5 separate regions of the Mus musculus genome follow, and all the other regions are linked to region 5. The links are chromatin contacts, called in public Hi-C, HiCAR-type and HiChIP or PLAC-seq maps. All regions are on one chromosome and are shown on one strand. The core of a region is the stretch at or near the end of the contact, and the rest is flanking DNA. Distances in the headings are between cores, read along the strand shown.

The links. A called contact is a pair of places that touch in the nucleus more often than the background predicts. HiCAR-type assays count read pairs that join an accessible place to other places. HiChIP or PLAC-seq counts read pairs in DNA pulled down with a chosen protein or histone mark.
Region 1: an H3K4me3 HiChIP or PLAC-seq map of pro-B cells shows a contact between it and region 5, with 7 times the contacts expected there. The contact joins the enhancer-like site here to the promoter of Anapc10 in region 5. A contact is called at or near these places in 8 of 115 datasets of contacts at active chromatin or transcription factors (the 230-238 cell line, acute myeloid leukemia, bone marrow-derived macrophages and 5 more).
Region 2: a contact with region 5 is called in a Hi-C map of bone marrow-derived macrophages, with 4 times the contacts expected there. The contact joins the enhancer-like site here to the promoter of Anapc10 in region 5. A contact is called at or near these places in 1 of 484 Hi-C or Micro-C datasets (bone marrow-derived macrophages), 5 of 115 datasets of contacts at active chromatin or transcription factors (bone marrow-derived macrophages, craniofacial prominence, embryonic stem cells and 1 more) and 1 of 9 other capture datasets (adipose tissue).
Region 3: a contact with region 5 is called in a HiCAR-type map of astrocytes, with 13 times the contacts expected there. The contact joins the promoter of Gypa here to the promoter of Anapc10 in region 5. A contact is called at or near these places in 11 of 39 promoter capture datasets (the HPC-7 cell line, HPC-7-derived erythroid cells, Sertoli cells and 7 more), 1 of 15 datasets of contacts at CTCF or cohesin (large pre-B cells), 19 of 484 Hi-C or Micro-C datasets (the HPC-7 cell line, Th2 cells, astrocytes and 13 more), 33 of 115 datasets of contacts at active chromatin or transcription factors (the 230-238 cell line, DN3 thymocytes, the SCID.adh cell line and 22 more) and 5 of 9 other capture datasets (adipose tissue, embryonic stem cells, liver and 2 more).
Region 4: a contact with region 5 is called in an H3K4me3 HiChIP or PLAC-seq map of embryonic hindbrain, with 10 times the contacts expected there. The contact joins the enhancer-like site here to the promoter of Anapc10 in region 5. A contact is called at or near these places in 9 of 39 promoter capture datasets (the HPC-7 cell line, HPC-7-derived erythroid cells, cancer-associated fibroblasts and 5 more), 1 of 15 datasets of contacts at CTCF or cohesin (large pre-B cells), 20 of 484 Hi-C or Micro-C datasets (the HPC-7 cell line, Th2 cells, astrocytes and 13 more), 31 of 115 datasets of contacts at active chromatin or transcription factors (the 230-238 cell line, DN3 thymocytes, the SCID.adh cell line and 21 more) and 3 of 9 other capture datasets (adipose tissue, embryonic stem cells and liver).

The regions. Positions count from the first base shown.
Region 1 is chr8:80,655,420-80,658,145 of GRCm38.p6, forward strand. The region is part of intron 2 of Frem3 (Fras1 related extracellular matrix protein 3); the gene reads left to right. Among named protein-coding and RNA genes, the nearest start is that of Frem3, 46 kb to the left of the region's middle. Within about 2 kb of position 1,347, at least 2 of the 459 cell types and tissues checked have an H3K27ac peak or open chromatin away from gene starts, as enhancers often do. A contact at or near this core is called in pro-B cells, where this site is marked.
Region 2 is chr8:80,314,174-80,316,873 of GRCm38.p6, forward strand. All of the region lies in intron 3 of Gm30605 (predicted gene, 30605), which reads right to left. Among named protein-coding and RNA genes, the nearest start is that of Gm39208, 31 kb to the left of the region's middle. RefSeq lists an enhancer at 172-1,278. Within about 2 kb of position 1,333, at least 145 of the 459 cell types and tissues checked have an H3K27ac peak or open chromatin away from gene starts, as enhancers often do. A contact at or near this core is called in adipose tissue, bone marrow-derived macrophages and craniofacial prominence, where this site is marked.
Region 3 is chr8:80,492,681-80,495,380 of GRCm38.p6, forward strand. It overlaps Gypa (glycophorin A), which reads left to right and starts at 1,365. Exons shown (of 8, transcript NM_010369.3): 1 at 1,365-1,407. The coding sequence starts at 1,374. RefSeq lists a cis regulatory region at 1,087-1,269.
Region 4 is chr8:80,473,772-80,476,568 of GRCm38.p6, forward strand. No RefSeq gene overlaps it. Among named protein-coding and RNA genes, the nearest start is that of Gypa, 19 kb to the right of the region's middle. Within about 2 kb of position 1,425, at least 8 of the 459 cell types and tissues checked have an H3K27ac peak or open chromatin away from gene starts, as enhancers often do. A contact at or near this core is called in long-term hematopoietic stem cells and pro-B cells, where this site is marked.
Region 5 is chr8:79,710,384-79,713,083 of GRCm38.p6, forward strand. It overlaps Anapc10 (anaphase promoting complex subunit 10), which reads left to right and starts at 1,380. Exons shown (of 5, transcript NM_001357234.1): 1 at 1,380-1,461. Abce1 (ATP-binding cassette, sub-family E (OABP), member 1) reads right to left here and starts at 1,357. Exons shown (of 18, transcript NM_015751.2): 1 at 1,160-1,357.

The sequences.
Region 1 (2,726 bases), core at 97-2,596, 950 kb after region 5:
TGCTCTCCCAGAGCGTGGTCTCCCAGAGCATATAGTTTGATTCCCATCTTCCATATTAGACAGTTTACAGCTGTCTGTAAGTTCAGCTCTTGTGGTAGAGGGTCCAAGACCTCTGACCTCTGCAGCACATGTATGTACGCACACACACACACACACACATTTTTTTTAATTTTTTAATTTCCTTTAAATCAGCTTTTTGAAAGGAAATTGTGAACTCCCGGCTTCTGCTCTACCCACCCACTATGTCTGCTGCCTGTTGCCACTCCTCTTGCCATAATGGGCTCTAATCCCTCTGCAACTGCAAACCAAATGCAACCATCCTTCCATAAGCTGCCTTGGTTGTAGTGTTATCAGAGCTATAGGGGAGGAACTAACACACTTCAAGTAACCAGAATACATCAAGGGCACTAGCATGCCCTACTGTGATTAGGTTTCCACACACCTGTGTGTGCGTGGTGGGGGTGAGGGGGCAGGTGGGCTCCATCCTGCTAATGGGTACTAAAGCCTTGAAGAAGCAAATGATCATGTTGTGAAGTTTCCACTAGATCTTCAGAGTGTGGAGAGTGCAGGAACCTTACTGAAGCTCATTGTAGCCTAAAGCCACTGTCGTGTGGGAAGCTGCTAGGAGCTTCAGTTGCAGACTGGGTATCAGCCTCTGCCGACAATCCAAGTGTATCTGAAGCATCTTCTCCTCTCAGTTAAGAGAGGAGACCACCTAGCTCCTTGGTATTAGTCCTTTGGAGCCTGATCCAAGGTCCTAGCACAGCCACACACCTGACCCACTGAATCGAGGAGAAAATGTATATATACTCTCATTTTTAATGACCCACTGCAACTAAGAATGTATATATGTTATTGTTTTTAATGTACTTAGGCTGTAGCATTCTTACATGGCAATAGGAAACTAACTTGGAAATTGGCCCTGAACAATTGTTTCTGAGCTATTTGTATTTCAGTGCCCAAAGTCCAGGGTTTAAGCCCTGTTATGAACTGGACTCCAGAGTTTATACAGCTTTCTACTTCAAGTTCAACGTGTCAGTGTTAAGAATAGATGGACACAGATGTTAGCTTAACCCACAGGGTCCACTTCAACTGCAGGGTACTTATCCTTAGATTCTGTTTCATTAGCCAGCTTCTTTCTTTACTGTTCATAATATATCCTGGCTGTTATTCTTTTCCCTGAAGCAGGAAGGAACCCATTTGAATGAGTACTTCATTTGCTGTAAGGTGTTTTGTTTTATTTTAGTCTTTATGCACACCAAATAAACAGAAATGAGATGGAAAACCCATCTCAATAAATATAGCCCAGACCCACTTCCTGCTTGCCCTCTGCTTCCTGAATGTGGCATCCCTGTGATCCACCTCTGTGCCTTCTCTGCCTGCTGCCATGTGTTCTCTACCACGATAGTCAGTCAATTCTGGATTTTTACAACCACGATTTCAAAGCCCTCAGCTGCTGACCCCAACACATGCTCACTGGTGACCATCTCATGTGCTGGACACTCAGAAATAAGTAGAAGTCTTTATTCTATAAGAAAGTTGACTTTCCTAAGGTGTACAATGTAGGGTAGCTATTCAGTAAATATTCATCATAAATACTCTCATTTTTCCAATGACAATCATTATAAGCCTGTATGATCAGGATGGCATGATCAGTTTATAAAATATGGAAAAAAGGATACACACACATACATGCGCGTGTGACATGAAACGCATTATTTTAATTGTTTTTAAAATATTTCTCTAACTAAGTGCTGGAGAGATGGCTCAGCAGTCAACAACAGCGGAGGACTGGAGTTCAGTTCCAGAATCCACCTGTAATTCCAAGAGATCCAATCCCCTCTTCTGGCCTCCACAAGAATCTGCACTCGTGTACACACACCTACAGAGGCATGCATCCACACATGAATTAAATCTTCAAAAGGTCTCTCTAGAACACGACCCACAAACTTGAAAAATCACACAGCACATTTTAGAAACTAAAACTCCAAAAGTTCCGCCACAGGTACTGACTGCTCTGTTGCCAACTAGAATAAAACTTGACTTCATACAATGCTGTTACTAGAAAATTGAACCCACTACCTATTCTGCAGCAAATCAGTAGGAGAAATGTATGCATGAGTGATGCATAGGTTACACTATTAGAGGTGTCCATGCTACAGTTTCATCCACATGCAAGATAGTTTTTCCAGGAGGAGGCATTCAGCTACCACAAAGGTACTTACTGGGGCCCTATTTATCACCAGTAACTTGGCTATGTGCATCAACATGAAACCTGCAATCAGCTCCATAACAAAAAAGAGAGATCTTCCTGCAGCCAGTTGCATGTTGTGAGGGTGCTACCACAGTAAAAATAGCAGATAAGCCACGACCCAGGGGAGCACTGTCAACAACATGAAGCATGCGGTTTCAAGGCTCTGCCCCTCCCCTCCCCCGCACAGTGAAAATGACAAATTGTGCATTCTCTGCAGAGGCAGTAAGAGCGGTAAGAGGTGGTAGAAAAGAGCAAGCACCATGATAGGCTTTGCATAGCTTTTGTTTACTAGCTCTGTGACCTGCAATGCCACATGGTCACAGAACCACAGGGACCTAATTTGTCAAACATCAAGCTCACCCACTCCTGGCATTCATAGCGCTTGTTACCAATTGGTTTTCCCCAGGAGATGGTAGGGGTGGAAAGGCACAATAACACTGTGTATCCAGGGCAAGGACTGCACAATTCAGAC
Region 2 (2,700 bases), core at 83-2,582, 600 kb after region 5:
TGCGCTCGATAAAAGCATCGATGTCTTCCTCTGGCCCCCCTCTTGTCCCCTTGAAGAAACTGCTCAGCCTAAGGAGCTGTGGTTTGTTGAAGTGATAGCAGTTGCCTGCTAATAGTTGTGTTTAAAATTCCTGTTTCTTATCTTATTTACTGACGGATGGGAATGGGGCCTGCAAGACCTTCCTCCCAGTCCACCGCCCCCACCCCTGAAGGAGTGAATCACTTGACACAGGGGACATTAGACAACACGGTGGCTTCCTTGTTAAATCCCTTTGGCCTTGTCAGTTTGCCGGATGCACAGCTCCCCCGTTGCATCTGCTATGTGTCTTATCAGAGGCCGGCCACACAGGGTGGGCTCCCTTAATTTAAAATCAACAGAAAACAACAACAATAAAATCCGTCCAACTGTAGTTTATGACAGGAGGCATGCGTGTGGCTTTAGTTTTTCAACTAACTTTCTTCTTAAGCTTCTTTTGTTTTTAACAACATAGATTTAAAAAAAACTATACAAGAAAAAAAATTATTTGCAAAGATATTGCAATTTAAAAGAAAATGTTTTCCTATGGCCAGTCTGTGTGTGTGTGTGTGTGTGTGTGTGTGTGTGTGTGTGTGTGTGTGTTTTCCACCTTGTTTTTCTTTTTCTGCTTCTTTTTTTTCCCCCTGTAGATTCTGAAAAGAAATAGCAAGCTGTAGGCACTGCCTGCGGCATGCTGGCCGTGCTCCTTGGGTGGTCCAAGCCGACTTTATGATTTATTCAGCTAATGGGGAAGGAGCATGACCCCCAGTGACCACAGAAAAAGAGCTGCATGTGGGTTTAATGCTTTCACCACAAAAATGTCTGCTATGACTAAGCTGTGCAGCTGAAGTCACTGTCTGAATGGTGCTAAAAGGAACCTCGGCATTAAATGTGCACTATTTACTATAGCGCGGCTCTTGGGATTAGGCCAAGGGCTTCGTACTCAGTTTCAAAGAATTAGCATGGAAGCTGCTAGAAAAATTAAGGCTGTGCAATTTATTTTTACCAGGCTCCCTGGTGAGTTGCTTGGTGAAGGATTTACCTCATATGATTTTTTTTTCTTTTCCTCTGTTAATAAAGAGTCATTTTAAAATGTGCCAGTTTCTTGCATTCTATGGAGTTTTATTGTGGAAGGATCCCAGGTTTTGGTTTGTTTGTTTGTCGGGTTGCAGTCCTGAATCACTTGGTTATTGTTCTTTAATGTTAATTTGAACCGATAAAAGAATGCCTGGTGTGGAGAGAGAAAGTAAGAGAGGCAGGCTGGGGAGTGAGGCTCCTTTCCCACACAGGGCACTGCTCGAGAGGCTTCTTTGATCCGAGAACCCTGCCCCGCCCCCAACAGCATCATTGCTGGCATTACTGGGGCAAAGGAATGAGCACATTTTGCTTCGTGTGGATTGTGAGGGAAGGGGTTGAACGGAGGAGGCAAGGGAGGCACGAGGAGGGAGGGAGGCATGGAAAGCTCTTTGCGATTGTGACTAAGATGAATGATCATTACCGGGCTGTAATACCTGCCGTTCAACCTCCAGCACGTCTGCTGGTGCAGAACGGAGAAGCCGCTCACTTTGATGTCTGTAGCTCAGGATCCTGGGTCCAAAATGCAGCTAACTCTCTCTGAATGTTCCTCCATCCAAGACAGTTTAGACCTCAAGATCCAGAGAGAGCACCCAGCAAGGCACTGGCTTGCAGATCTCATATGCATTAAAACAAACAAACAAATAAGCTACATTACTCGGTTGTCCGAGTAATGCAGCTTAAATCAAATGAAAATCACCAGAAATGATCCTTGTGCCAGCCGGGATTTGTCAATTGTGGGGGTTGGGACACCTTCTCACCTTCCCAAACACACCGAGAGCCTTCATGTTCAGTTTCTGTTCTAAATATTTCTTTGCAGAAACATTTTCTTGGGGTAGAGGGGAATAGGGAGATGGTTCAGTCAGTAAAGTACTTGTCATGCACGGACTGAGACCTGAGTTCTAAACCCCAACATCCATGTTAAAAGGGCTGATGTGGAGGCGTGCATCTGTGAGAGCAGCACATAGAAGAGAGAAACAGAGAATCCCTGGGGTTTCCTGGCCAGCCAATCTAGACAATGCTCAAGTTCTGGGTGCAGTGAGAGACCTTGTGAGACCTGTCTCATGAAAGAAGGAGACAGGCTGAGGAAGGCATTTCATAAAGTCCTGTGCCTTCTGTAAACACATATATACATATACCTACACACACATGTAGACACACACGAACTTGTGCGTGGGCATATACATACACACAATATTTTCTTGCCATCTTGGCAAACCACCCTTTCTTCTAACAAGTCTCATCACTGTGCTGGGCTTCAAGTCTGAGTTGTATCTGTCTCCTTTAAAGCCTTCAGCTTGGTCCTATGTGTGAGATTTGCTTCTGTGCTCCTAAGCAGTTATTCTGCAAGGCAGGCCTTCATTTTTCCCAACTGAGACATGTAAATAGTAACCCAGGGCTGATCCGGGTGAATAGCCATTGAGTCTCTAGAGATTAACAAAGTCATCAAGAGAGAGTACTTGACCTTTCCCCCCCTCAGGCCTGAGAAGATAGGCAGGTCAGGAAAACCACTTTTCTGACTCATTCTGCAGGTAGATTCAAAAATAAAACCATCAGGGGTACTCCCTTCTTCCCTCTCCACCCGCTGTCTACCCTCTTCTCTGCATATTA
Region 3 (2,700 bases), core at 115-2,614, 780 kb after region 5:
AAACAAGGACGATAGACGTCGGACAGAGCTCAAGGATCCAAACTATTTTCCTCCTCTCCAACATCGTAGCTTGTGTTTCTGCATGGCGCTGCAGTGACTGGCCCAATACTACTTAGAGAAAAGTAGCCAAGCACATACAGAACCAACCTGATGAGATCTCTGTCAGATTGCATGTCTCAAACACAATTGTTTAATCTTCAGACGCTGGCTCAAAATTCTCAAAACACAGTTGTGCTTGCCTGACACATTTGTGGGATGTAAGTCATAGATACGACCTGATGATACTCCTGGACAACGAAGAGGAAGGGAAAGACTTGATGTTTTCTCCAGTTGTGTTTTCTTGTTTTGTTTTGTTTCCACATTTCGTTTCTATTATGCAGAACAGCCACTAGAGGTCGCCACGTGTCTCCATTTCCACACACTCGAATTTTCAACCTGAGAAGCCACCAGCTTTTGCATTTCTTTAAATTCGGGGGCGGGGGGGGAGGGGAGGACGCATCAAGGACACCAGAAAGAACCGCAATTCTCTATTAGCTGGTGGTCAGCTCCCGCTCCGCAGCTTAATAAGGGCTGATTTCCAAAGACTTTCGAATCAAAGCTACTCTTCTCCTATGTCCTGAGCCCAAGCCGGTATCTGCCTGGAGTTTGTCTCCGCTGTGGTCGGGCTTCCTGCTTCTGCTCAGCGCTACACACACTCCCTTTATGCTTTCAGGGTGACTGGGGTTTGCCTGGTCTTGTTTTCTAGCGTTTACTTTTGTTATTTGGGGATTGCCTCACGGTCACTGAGCAACAGAGCATTTTAAAGCATTGTAAAGCACGTAACTGCTTTTATAGCCACACGGACACTGCAGTTCAGTTCGAATTCCACTTTCCTGGAAGATTTCTCCCGACTCACGTTTCTTTCATTACTCTTTGAGCTGTCACGAGCTTGACAGCCTTTCAAACCTCAGAGTTCGCAAACATTGTGTAAAGTTTTCAATGCATGCAGTTCGTACACAAGAAGCCACTTTCTTAAGGGATCATAGGGACCCCCGCATTAGAAACACTCCTACTCTCCAAGTCCAGCGCCTGCCCTGACCTCTGCAGTCTCTATGTCCAGTTGAGTGGTCCTTGGTGCTGCCTTGTGGTGCTCACTTCGTTTACATGAAGTAAATTTAACACAGCAGGCAATTCTTTGGAACAAAGATTTTAATTCCACTCTGGTCCTCGCAGTTATGCAGACCTCTAGTTATCTTTATTAACAGACACTAAATAATGTTGCATCATTTAAATGCTAGCCAATGTGTGTCAACGGATAGAGGCCCCGGGAAGGTGGGCCTGAGAGATACCAGGAGGTAGGCAAGGCCTTCCTAAGGCTGACAGACACTCCCAGTATGACCGAGAGCACAGCTGCTGTGACAACATCAGGTGAGTGAATATTTTCAGCTTGATGATATTTTATTCTCGATGACTTATTTAAACTATGAATTGCCCCAATGCTGGTTTTCTTACTTAACTGAACCAATGACTGAGTAGTACATTCAGTTTCAGTCTGGAGGGTGTGTTTAAATAGGATTCAGCTAGGGACAGGAGTGGCACACTGCAGCCCACAACCATTTGTGCCTGAATAGCAGTTCCCCAGTCTAAGAAATGCCTTTGATTCTAACCCTAGATAGCAGTAAACTTGTATCAAGTGTAAGTAATATCGTTACATAAATAACCATGTTACTTCGCTTGGGGCTATGAAGAGACTTATTTCTAAGCTAAGGTTAACTGGTGAAGGTTAGGGTAGACTTATGCCCTTTCTTTTTCAAAACTAGTATAACCAGTTTCTCCTGCTGAGAGGAGACAAGCTGTCAGCATGAAACTGAGGGGTTTCTCTTTGTGGAACTGTTACTACTGTTACTAAGAAAACAACAACAAAAACAACAATAACCACAAAAACCTTTCTAATTGCTCTATGGCTGGGCTGAATCCAAAGTAATATGTTTTTAAAATAAATTAATATAATTTAATTTAATTTATTAAAATAATTTAATTTATTAAAATAATTAAAATTTTAATTTAATATTTTTAAAATTTTAATCGAAATTTAAATTTTAAAAATTATTAAGATAAATTGATATAATAAAATAAATATAATATAAAATAAAATAAATATAATATAATATAAAATAAAATATTTTAAAGTAGCCTTACTTTTGGCCTCCTGAGGATATTTTAAGCCATGTTCTCTCAAACACAGTGAGTGACTCTGTGTTAGAAACACATAGCCCAGGCGAGGGGGGGGGGAGCATATTTCATCCATGGCACAGCTACGGCCTGAGTCAGGGTGGACAGCAGAGAAGTGCTGAGCTCTCTGTAGGACACTGGGTGAGATTCAGTCTCCCTGGCAGAGGGTATGAGGCAAGCGTTAGGAACACGGGCACAATGTGGGGCCTAGTAAACACAGAAGTGGATGATCACAGTCAGCTATTGGATGGGTCACACGGCCCCCAGTGGAGGAGCTAGAGAAATTACCCAAGGAGCTAAAGGGAACTGCAACCCTATAGGTGGAACAACAATATGAACTAACCAGTACCCGGGAGCTCTTGTCTTTAGCTGCATATGTATCAAAAGATGGCCTAGTCGGCCATCACTGCAAAGAGAGGCCCATTGGACTTGCAAACTTTATATGCCCCAGTACAGGGGAACGCCAGGGCCAAAAAGGGGGAGTGGGTG
Region 4 (2,797 bases), core at 175-2,674, 760 kb after region 5:
TTCACTTACTATTTTTGGTAAATCATGAGTGAATTTGGCCTCCAACTTTTCATTCACAAGGTGAAGACATCAACCTTATTGGGTTACTATAAGGTTTATATAAGATAATGCATTCAAGTTACTAATTCTTGTATTGTAAATATTAATTAAATATTATCATCACTCCCTCCACATGTGGTCCTGGGAATGAAAATGTAAATGGAAGGAATTTATTTTTCTCTCTTTCCATTCTTCTTCTAGATAGACAACTTTCATGTCTTATCTTTTTCATGGACTTATCTTTGACCATCTCAGAAAGCCCTACTTCCCAGTGAGGACGGTGATGAGACAATAAAAACAGTCAGGCTTTCTAAAAGAAGATTATAGCAAGCCAGGGCTTGTCTGACTCAGCCCACCTTGGATGCTGTGTTCGAGTATTAAGGATTTGATTGGTAGTTCTTGGCTGTGAAAGTTTGAAAGATGAACCTGTAACTTAGCATCTCTCTGCCTTATTCTGACTTGCTATTACTCATTCATTTCATGTAAGCTCTGATGTAGTAGTCACCATCTGTGCCAGTGTGGAGGAAATGAAGTTGGGGGACTTCTTTTCACTTCTCAGACTAATCTTCATGGACTATCTGCCTAATTTGTGGTTTGAATGTGACTGAGATGTTTCTGCATTCCATGGTCTGCTTTGGTGCAAGCGTCTGTCCAAAAGTCCAACTATGCTTTTGAATCTTGACTTAGCCCATGCCCTAGTGTCTGACTTCCTCCTGTGTATTCCTTTATATATGACTGAGAGTAGCCCCTCATGGAACATGTTTATAACCATAGTGCATGAATGAGCTAGATGTATCTTCTCAACATAGCATCTTAAGAGCAATATCCTCAAAGCTCTTTCCTTGCCTGGGGCAGACTTTGGTGATTTTTCCATCTACCTCGAAACCCACCTGCTCAAGCACACAATATGCCATAGGTTGTTAAACATATCATTGGTGTCTATATCACAAGTGGCCTTGTAAATCCCTTCACAGGATGCAGTGGTCTTATTGTGTGAGTGATATGCTGGTAGAGATGTCTAGAACTTTTTGGGCTTCATACTAGCTCATCCATCCTTCTTAGAAATCACATAACATCTTCCATGATCTTTGGATCTTTCCTGCATCCAGGTCTGTACCACAGACTCCAAGGAACATCTTAGTGACATTTCAAGGAAACAGATTATCCAAGAGCATCCTTGTCATGGTATCATTTGGATCTCTAAACTTTAAAAGAGCAGCAGAACATTTTATTCTCTGATTCAGCAGAAACAAAAGAATCTGAATCTGTTTCCTGGAGAACAGCTCATTTTCAGTAGCTGCAAAGCCCTAGTCTGCTGCCTCCCCTTGGCTGGCCCTGACAGCTCCCCTTAAGCTCCGCCCCTTCTCTTTCAGCATCTTGCTTCAAGTCAATCCACCACGCAAAGAAGCTTTCAGGAACATCTGCACTCTCTCATGCGGGAAGACAAGCAGAGCGGACATCCTGCAGAAGGAAATACCAGTAAATAATAAAATACCAGGATCGACCTCTGTTGGGTGTCAACAGACGCTGCTCAGGGTTAAATGCGCAGAATCACAGATATGGCCCCATCCATGGAGTGAGCAATTGAAGTTGTTAATGCTGCAGAAAACTGCTGTATTGCTTCTCATGTCTCCAAATGGCAAGCTCTGGTGTACTGTGGCAGTGTCTGGATTTCATGGAGCAAGTGAAATATAAACATTTGCAGCAACTTTTCTTTCCAAAACACCTTGAAATTTCTTGTGAATCTTGGACTGTGGTGCAGTTGAATAAGAAAGCATTATGCTTTCAGTCACTATTAAGCATCTAATAAGTATCTGCAGAAAATCAATAGAGTTTGAAGTTAGAAACTTACCTGAGACGCCACCACGTGTAGGCACAAAGTACCTTTCTAGAAGGTGGAAATAAAATTAGTTTCACAGTCACCAACCAGAAGCCTAGTTATTGTCTTTGAATCCATAGACAATACCTGTGCTCTGAGGCGTGTGGATCCTTTCAAATCTCGGCATTCTGATTTTACCTAATCAGATGGAGTTACTGGATTGTGTCACCCTTTGGTTTGGATTGTACATGTTCATACTGAATGTAAGACTAATTAATATTGACTGGTCAATAATTGTTCTGGTATCCTTTAACATTTACAAAGAATGTAATGAGCAAATTTGTGCTAGTTATAAAATTCTTTTTTAAATATTTATTTTTTATTTCTTTTATTTATGTGTGTGTATCTTTATGTGCATATGTCATGTAAGAGTATGCAGAGAAGTCAGATGAGGACATCAAATCCCTTGCAACTAGAGTTACTGACACCTCACTACTAGACCTCCAAACAGGTCTGGAAACTGGTCTTCTGGAAGGGCAGCAAATGCTCTTAATTGCTGAGCCATCTCTGCAGCCCACTATATAATTCCTATAATATGTCAAAATCTACACAGAAAAAAGAAACAAACCATTATTGTTAATATTATTAATTAATTAATATTAATAATATAGATAAATGGTAGCTAATAAGAGGGCTCAGTGGTTGAGAGCACTGGCTGCTCTTCCAGGGTACTGAGTTCAATTCTCAGCAATCACACGGTGGCTCACAACCATCTATAAAGGAATCTGATGCCCTCTTCGGGTATGCAGATGTACATGTAGACAGAATACTCATACAATAAAGGAAGAACATAAATTAAAAATTATCTTAAAAATAATAGACAAACAATACCTGTTATCTATATTGTCCTTTTCCTATAATAATTAAGGTTTTTATTTT
Region 5 (2,700 bases), core at 130-2,629:
AAAACTTTTAGGAATACAAAAAGATCTGAAAACACTTAGAATGTTTTTCTGAAACATATTTTTGTCTTTGTTGTTTCATTTATAGAGGTGAGCTAAGCAGTGCTATGAAAAGATAAAACCTTAAATACATTTTGGTTCAAAAATATTTAAGCTTTTTGATTATAGTGAATACATTATCAACTGACAGACACAGGGTGACTACTTTCAGCATACAGGACCATAGGCTACAATACAAATGTTACTCTAACTCCGTAGTTTGTAGTCCCTTGGAAGAAAGGGCAAAGCAATAAAAGCTTTTTGACAGCTATTCCTTAGTTACCATTTTTACCATCAAAATAGAGAAAATACTTATGTAGCTCTTGAGGTTCAGAAATTCACCTTTGACCATCATTTATTTGCAACACATACTAAATACCTACAATGTATTAAGCCTAGAAAGGATATTTAAAGGCATTTTGAAGACAGCATCCCTGATGTCAAGAAGCCGAAGAGGTAATAAACAAGAGATTAAGTCACTAATGGGAAGAGGACAGGGTGCTACAAAGTGCTTCTCGGAAGTCCTAAAGACAGGCACTCAACTCGGAAACTCACTTGGTCTACTAACCGCAGTCCCAACTGAGAACACGTCGCTCTATGAGAAAGATAGAACGTTTGCCTATCATTTCCATAAAGTCTGGGACTGGACTAGGAGCACTGGACTTCATGGCGGCAAGATGCTATGAGTCAGTCCACAATTATTAAAAAAAAAAAAAAAGGATTACTTCTTACAACCAAATGCCAACATAGCCGTCTGACTGTGAGGGGAAGCTTGGGGGATCTGCTGGGTGCGGAGCGTCCTCCACAGAAGGGTTAGCTTGAGGGTGGGAGCGGGGGTGGGGGGAAGGGGCAGTGGAGGGTGGCGAGCAGAGGCTATGGCATCTGCGACCGTTCTCGTGGCAGCGGGCCGTGTCTGGAATACAGACGCCCTGAGGCCGGGATGGCCGAACGGACGCGCGCGGAACGCTCCGGCGTCCCAGATGTGCAGCTGGAGCCGGTTGCCACGCGCTACGGTCTCCGCTACTGAGGCCTAACTTACAGGCGTTCCGACTGTGTCCCTAAGAGTCTTCCCAAGGTGGCAGCCGGCCGCCTAACACCAAACCTCTCCCGCGAATTCTCGTACCTGGAGACAGCGGGCCCCTTACAGCGGGGCGTGCAGTAGCCAAAGCAGCGCTAGCCGTCAGGTCTTAGCACACAGCGTGTTCTTACCGCCACCGGCAAAGATGGCGGTGCACAGCCGCCGCCTCGCGCAAGGCATGAGGGCATAGTGCGCGTGCGCGACAGAGCGCAGAGTCGGCGCCCTGGAGGGAGTGATGACGTTGGTGACGTCATTGCGCCGCGACGCCAATGAACTGAGGGAGCCTAGAATCGTCGAGCCGCAGTGGGAGTGGCGGGGGCCTGAGAACCGGAATTGTGGCGAATCAGGTGTGTAAGACAGCGGCTCTCCCTCGGTTTAGAGAACTGTGTGCTAGCGGGCGCAGGTAGAGCCCTTCTCCCTAGTCTCGGCGGCGTTAGGCTTGCTGTCTCCTCAGGCTTTGTGGGCCTTGCTAATCCGGTAAGACGGAGGTGGTAGGCAGGATCCCAAGTCTAATTCTCAGCTCCTTCAGTATTACTGTTTAAGGCCAGGAACCCATTTCTTCCCTAGCGTTTTGTCTCATCTACTTGGCTGTTCTTTGAATTTTGTTCCCGTGTCGAGATGGGCCGCCCCTCTCCCCCTACATCTCCAATGGCATGGTATTCATGTTTTAACGGAATGTATGTCTCTGTGATTATGTAAATTATAAATTATTATTGTTTGTGCGGTGGTTATAAGGATAGTTTGGAATCCAAAGGGACGTGTCAAGGTGGTGGTCTATAGTTATGTTAGCCTTGTAGCAGAACTTTATGGAATTTATTATAAGTATAATTTACAATAGTGTAAAGTAGCCATAAAAGTCACCGAAACAATTTAACATGGTTTTCACTCTCCAAGAAGTTTTTTTTTCATACTTTTCATAGATTTACTAGGATTAACAAAAGGTAAGGAGGATGAAGGAAATATGAGTGATTATTTTGCCATTGAAATTTTACTTTATTTTTTTTTTTTGATATATTTCTGTAGACAGAGTATTGATAGCTTATTTCTTTGCCGTCAGTGAAATTAGCCAGTTTAAGCCAGATTAGAGTATATTAAATGCAGGTTTATTGGGAAGCTGATCTTAGATGGGCGAGTTCACTAGCCCCAAGGACGAAGGCCAGGGAAATCTCCATGGGGAAGCGGGGGGGGGGGGGGGGGGTAGGAAAGAGAGAAGGGGTTGAGTGCACGCAGAGAAAGAAGTGGAAAACAGGAAGAGAGACCAAAACGTCTGGTTTATATAGGGAGAAACCTCTGGGGGAAGGGCAGCCCAGCCCTTGGGCTGGAAAGTTCAAGGTTCCAGGCAGGATATCCAGATAGGGACTGAGGGATGCTGGGAGAACCTGGAAGCCAGGTCCTGCTTTGGTATTTAAAATATGCATCTCATTCCCTGGTCCCGGGTCTGAAACCAAACAGGTATCTCTGTGTAGTCCTGGAGCTCACTGTGGTCGACCAGGTTGACCTGGAACTCAGATTCTTGTGCTTCTGCAGCCTTTGCCTCCCTGAGTACTAGGATTACAGATATGTGCCACAACGCTGGGCACTGAAAT